Regions from separate parts of the Mus musculus genome. Here region 2 is linked to region 1. Evidence: chromatin contacts called from public Hi-C data. All regions are on one chromosome and are shown on one strand. The core of a region is the stretch at or near the end of the contact, and the rest is flanking DNA. Distances in the headings are between cores, read along the strand shown.

What was found. A called contact is a pair of places that touch in the nucleus more often than the background predicts.
Region 2: a contact with region 1 is called in a Hi-C map of Th2 cells, with 1.8 times the contacts expected there. The contact joins the promoter of Zfp930 here to the enhancer-like site in region 1. A contact is called at or near these places in 1 of 39 promoter capture datasets (macrophages), 3 of 15 datasets of contacts at CTCF or cohesin (CD8 T cells, the NIH/3T3 cell line and embryonic stem cells), 10 of 484 Hi-C or Micro-C datasets (the 3T3-L1 cell line, CD4 T cells, DN3 thymocytes and 3 more), 11 of 115 datasets of contacts at active chromatin or transcription factors (CD8 T cells, the SCID.adh cell line, bone marrow-derived dendritic cells and 6 more) and 3 of 9 other capture datasets (adipose tissue, liver and pancreatic islet).

The regions. Positions count from the first base shown.
Region 1 is chr8:69,167,209-69,169,908 of GRCm38.p6, reverse strand. All of the region lies in intron 1 of Lzts1 (leucine zipper, putative tumor suppressor 1), which reads left to right. Among named protein-coding and RNA genes, the nearest start is that of Gm39187, 11 kb to the right of the region's middle. Within about 2 kb of position 1,313, at least 22 of the 459 cell types and tissues checked have an H3K27ac peak or open chromatin away from gene starts, as enhancers often do. A contact at or near this core is called in CD8 T cells, the SCID.adh cell line, Th2 cells and 1 more, where this site is marked.
Region 2 is chr8:69,207,773-69,210,472 of GRCm38.p6, reverse strand. Zfp930 (zinc finger protein 930) reads right to left here and starts at 1,427. Exons shown (of 4, transcript NM_001013379.2): 1 at 1,314-1,427. The coding sequence starts at 1,316. It overlaps Gm39188 (a long non-coding RNA gene), which reads left to right and starts at 1,476. Exons shown (of 2, transcript XR_870488.3): 1 at 1,476-1,614.

The sequences.
Region 1 (2,700 bases), core at 64-2,563:
TCACAGCTGGGTTTGGGTTGCTCTGACCTGCTTAAGAATCAAGGCAAAGCAAGCAGGGAGAATAGGAGATGGTTTCAACTGACACCCTCTGGATCCATTCTCTCTATCATGGTGGGAAGGACTAGGGCTACTCCCTCCCTAGTCTTGAAGGAGCTTCTGGAAATTCCTTTAATTGGAAAGTGGCCCTGGAGATGCTATATTGTACTGGACAGGCAGCCTGTCGTCAGAGTTTATAGTCTATTTGCTTGTTCAGTGGTTGCTGGGCCCTCTCCTAACTTCTTCCAAACAGTACTTCCTAGTCTGTTATATTAATATCCTTCCAATACTAATCTTTATTTTAATCTAACCCCTAAAGCGTCCAAATAAAAATGTTCTCAAATTCATTTGATCACAAAAAAGATAGGAAATGAGCCCAGGGCCTTGTGAATCTGTGAATCTGGAGAAAAATATATTAAGAATTTGAGCCTCAGAAATCTCACTAATGGCTTGAGTCACCACGTCCCATATGTTAAAAAAAAAAAAAAGCCATAAATCAAACTTGAATTATGCCAGGCGTGGTGGCACATGCCTTTAATCCCAGCACTCAGGAGGCAGAGGCAGGTGGAGTTCTGAGTTCCAGGACAACCTGGTCTACAAAGTGAGTTCCAGGACAGCCAGGGCTACACAGAGAAACCTTGTCTCGAAAAACCAAGCAACCAACCAACCAACCAACCAACCAAACCAACCAAAAAACCTTGAATTATAGGTTGAATTATACCTTGTTCCCTTCGCACAAGAGTTATCCTTCAATACTTCCAAAGCCTTCTACCCAGTGAGGAGGAAAACGTTGTTCCACGTTATAGATAGGAAACAGATACCCAAAGAATTGTTGGCAGGGGTCCAAGGCTAAGAGTGAAAGTATTACAAGGGTTACAACTGACAAAGATGAGGAAGGTAAAGGAGGGCTAGGTCTGGGGTAGAGTCAGGGTAGGTTCTGCAGGGACAGGGAAACATATTGGGAAAGGGTAAGGATCAGGGTACGGATGAACAGTCCAAACCTGATACCATTGTTTGTTGGACTGTTCTTGAGTTCTGTCAACCACAGCCTGCATTTGAGGCACGACATTGACATTAGGCATAAATCCCAGAGTAATGAGTTTTCTACTGCTATCAGATGGATGGGAGGAGGTGACTGTGCCTTTGAAATGGGATAAAGTTTTTCCTTTGCATACTTCATGCTTTTTCTAGTACCAAATTCGTAAGAAGCCCAAGGCAGCGAACAGGAAATCCTGTTCCTTTGCTTGAAGTCTACTAATGCTTCACGTGGGGCATGACTTCCTGATAGCCTGGGGTCGGGGGTGGGAGATCAGCCACTGGCTTCCTGAGCTGGAGAAGGGGAGGTTTGCAGGCAGCGTTTTCAGCAGGGACTCTTATCAATATCCACGTCTTGGTTCTTTGGTAGGCAGTGATGAAAGGATTACTGTTGTGTGGGGAAGGAGGAGACAGGAAGACAGTCCTGTACCTATTCTGCTGAGCTGCCAGTCCAGACAGATACTTCCCTCCCTTTTTGGGGGGACGAAGTTAGCTAGGTATGGAAACAATTGAGCCCTGAGGCCAGAGAGAGAGATGGGAGTTGTGGTCTAAGCTGATACCACATGGAGGTGTGCCAAACACACACCTTGCTTATGTGAGCACAGGGTGCCTATGCCTCAGGGGTGGGATGATAGCCTAAGCAGGAGAAAGGAGCTATCATAATAGACATTTATCAACCTCTGCCTGCTCTTCTGGGTAAATGCCCCAAAGATGGTATGGATTGAGCTAAGTAGGTAATAAAAGTCAAGAGTTGGGGCTCAGAGGAAGAACATTTTTGCCTGGGGCTACATCCCTAGCTGTATAGAGAGGTACAGATATCCAGGCTAAGCTTAGGAGGTCTGTTAGAGCCTGAGTGGAAAGAGCAAATGTGAGGGAGGGAAAGTGTAAGTGAATGAGTGATGGAACTTTGTCTCTAACTGCCACTCATAGCAGAGCATGCTCAGAACTATGGACTCCAGCCCTGTACTGACTGCCAAAACATAGTTCAAGTCTCTGCCTTTGGTAGCTCCAAGCCCGGTGAGGATCTGAGTTAGATGTAAACAGAAACACAAGAGATAATGTGTAGGAACTTAAGAGACATGTGCAAGTCATGAGTGACAAATATTGATATTGTCTTGAACATTTATCAAGACATGGTGGCTTTAGCTAAGTATGGTGGCATTGTCTTGTTATCCTGGCACTCAGAAGGAAGAGACCGGAGGCGCAGGAAGTTTAATGTCTTTCTCAGCTACCACTGAGTTTGAGGCCAACCTGGTCTACCTGAGATCCTCTTTCAAAATGAAAACAAAGGAGGCCATAGCTTTAAAGTTACCCCAGAAACCGGTCTACAATGAATGAATGAATGAATAAATTTAAAGTGTATGTACACTAGAAGAGAGTGTCAGATCCCATAGGACTATAGTTACTGATGGTTATAAGGTGCCTTGTGAATGCTGAGAATTGAACTTAGGACCTCTGGAAAAGCAGCTAGTGCTGTTAACTCCTGACCTGGGGAATGGTGGCTTTTCTCTCTCTCACAGCAGCATAATCACACCATGCATTTCTTTGTAGTTGCTCATGCTGCTGAATATGAGAGCCACTCTGCTGTTTTCCTTACTCTCTGCTCTATGGATGTTACCCATCTACTAG
Region 2 (2,700 bases), core at 178-2,677, 40 kb before region 1:
GTGCTCAAAGAGGAGCCAGCCTAGGACACATTTTCCATCCTACATATGCTGCGTCAGGCCCCAGGTTACACGCTGAACAATTCACATAGAGACAGGAGAGTCCAATTTTAAGTTGCTAAGTGGTTACTTAGGCAGAAGAGAGGCTTACACAACAAAGTATTCCCAGGACTATTTCTTAAGTACACCAGTATCCTGGAACAGTAGACCATTCTTCAGTGTCAGGGTCCCTAGGTGAATATGCCAGACTGAGAAAGATTATAAAAGTATAAAGGAGAAAAGATAAAAGCTGGGGTGGGAAATCATAGAGAGCACACTAAGAAGTTAGAAGAGGACTGAGCTGGGTGTTAAGCTGAGGAGCAGCTAGCTCAGGTCAGCTCTCCAGCTCAGGTCAGCGCTGTGTGTAGCAGATAATGTAGTAATGATGTGACGGCTCCTTATAACTAATAAACGCAGAGGCCCACAGCAGGCAGGCCGAGATCTTGATGCTGCTACAGTGAAGACCATACTGCTGTCTGGCTTGCTAACAAAAGGACAACTGGCTGCATCTATATAAGAGGATCCATAGAAAGCAGCCACTGCCTAAGAAGAAAACAGGACTTTTATGGCACACCAGGCCTTAATGTTGGTTACATGACCCTACCTGCTCCTTTGAGCAGCTTCTTGGTCTCCTGCCACTTCTTAAGGGCATCGGTCTAGCGGCTGTTTAAGATCAGGGTTGTCTCCTTCCTTATGGTTGGAGCCAAATGTCTAGACAATCCTGGTGAACAAACATGCGTATCTAGCACTTCATCTCTTACAGACCTCATTAATACACTATATCTTTGGGTGTTTCAGAGGCAGCCCACCTTTAGCTAAACTCTACTCTGTGTGACTTATTCTCTCCGAAGCATTGGTAAATCCTTTGCATTATCATCTCAGCAAAATAGTGGAGTGCTACCAACACATAAGATTCCATGCACAATACCCACAAAATTAACTCCAAATGTGAAATCCGAAGAACAGAAATTCTAGAGATGCTAGCTAAACTAAAACGGCAACCTGCCGTCCTCTGATGCACAAGAAGCACGGTGATGTTGGCTACAAAGATGTTTCTACGCACACACCATGTCCCCAAAGCTCTACACAGACGCTGCCCACAGGGTGAAGTTCTTCAGAGGTCACCACTTTGGTACAGGGAACTACAGAGACCGCATGGGACTTCATACAACTCCACATCTGGCCCACTAGCTTCCATCCAGTCCAAGGGTAGCCTACCAAAAGGGATGCCGAGGCTCAGCAGCCCACTTCTCCCAAGACTGCGGTCCCTTGCTCACCATAGCGTGGCTTCCAAGCTCGCGTGCACCCCTCACAGATCCTGTTACACGCAAAGAACCGCTTGCATTTTCCCAGCTTCGGAACGGAGCCTGGAGCCTGGCGCCCGGAAGAGCCCGCCTCCCCGATGACGCTCCGACTGCAGGTTCTCATTGGCTGATGAGGCCTGAGTGACAAGAGTCCCTCCTTTGGCGTTGGAGTTTAAGGAACAGCACAGAACAGTATTTCCTGTTGCAGATATTTGCATTTCAGGAGTCCTTGCTCTTGACCTGAGGTAGCTTCACTTCTATCTTTCCTTGCGTGGTAGGCACTTTCCCCTTTTCCTCCTTGACACAAGGTAGCTAGTTTAAATAGCACATTACAAAATGTGGAGTGGAGTGTTTCTCCTGTCCCACAAGTGGAAGGGTGCCCACGATATTAATAATTAAGGAGATTTTAGAAAACAAATGTTTGTTCTGTGGGTTCACGGTGAGGTCAGGTGAGCTACAGCTACGTTCTACCTGGCTGGCAAAGGTACACTGGACAATCCTGAGAGAAAACCTGGAACCACATCACAAACACAATGAAATGTGTTTCTCCCACAAGAAGGCTGGATGGTGGATCCATCCCTATAGGAGTTTTCTTCCTGAAATTCAGGTCTATCTCTTGACAAATTAACACTAATGATAAGTGTAGTCTCCACGGTAACTTGAATAATTAGAAAGAAATGGTTCGAGGAAGAATGTTGTTTATGAACACTATTCCTAACATTTTTCTGAGTTAAGGTGAGAAAACGCAGCTGTATTAGTCAAGGTTCTCTAGATGAACAGAAATGATAAAAATGAGCGTCTCTTTCCCTCTCTGTATGTAGAAAGGGGATTTATTAAAACGGCTCGCAGGCTGTGGTCCAGCTAGACCAACAAGTGCTGTCTAGCAACTAAAATTGGAAGAATCCAGTAGTTCAGTCCATGAGGCTGCGTGTCTAAGCTGGGCTTCACTGTATACCACATTTTCAAAGAAGGAGGCTCTAAAGGAATGAACTTGCTAACCAAAGATAGGGCAGAGAGAGAGAGAGAGAGAAAGAGAGAGAGAGAGAGCTTCTTTCTTCTCTATTTATGTGGACTGTCACCAGAAGGTGTGGCCCAGATTAAAGGTGGATCTTATCGCCTCAAAAGACCCAGAAGCGTCTTCCCACTTCATAAGTTTTAATTAAGAAAAATCTCTCACAGGTATATGCAACTTTTTGGGTCTTAGTTAATTTGTAGTCAGTTTGTCTACCAAGAATAGCCATCATAACAGACAAGACAGAAAAACTTGGAAATATTTCTTACCAGCAGAAAGCAGGGAAATCATTTAACAAAAATAAAAGACAGGAAGCATGGGGGTTTTCTTTAGAGAGCCTGGACACAT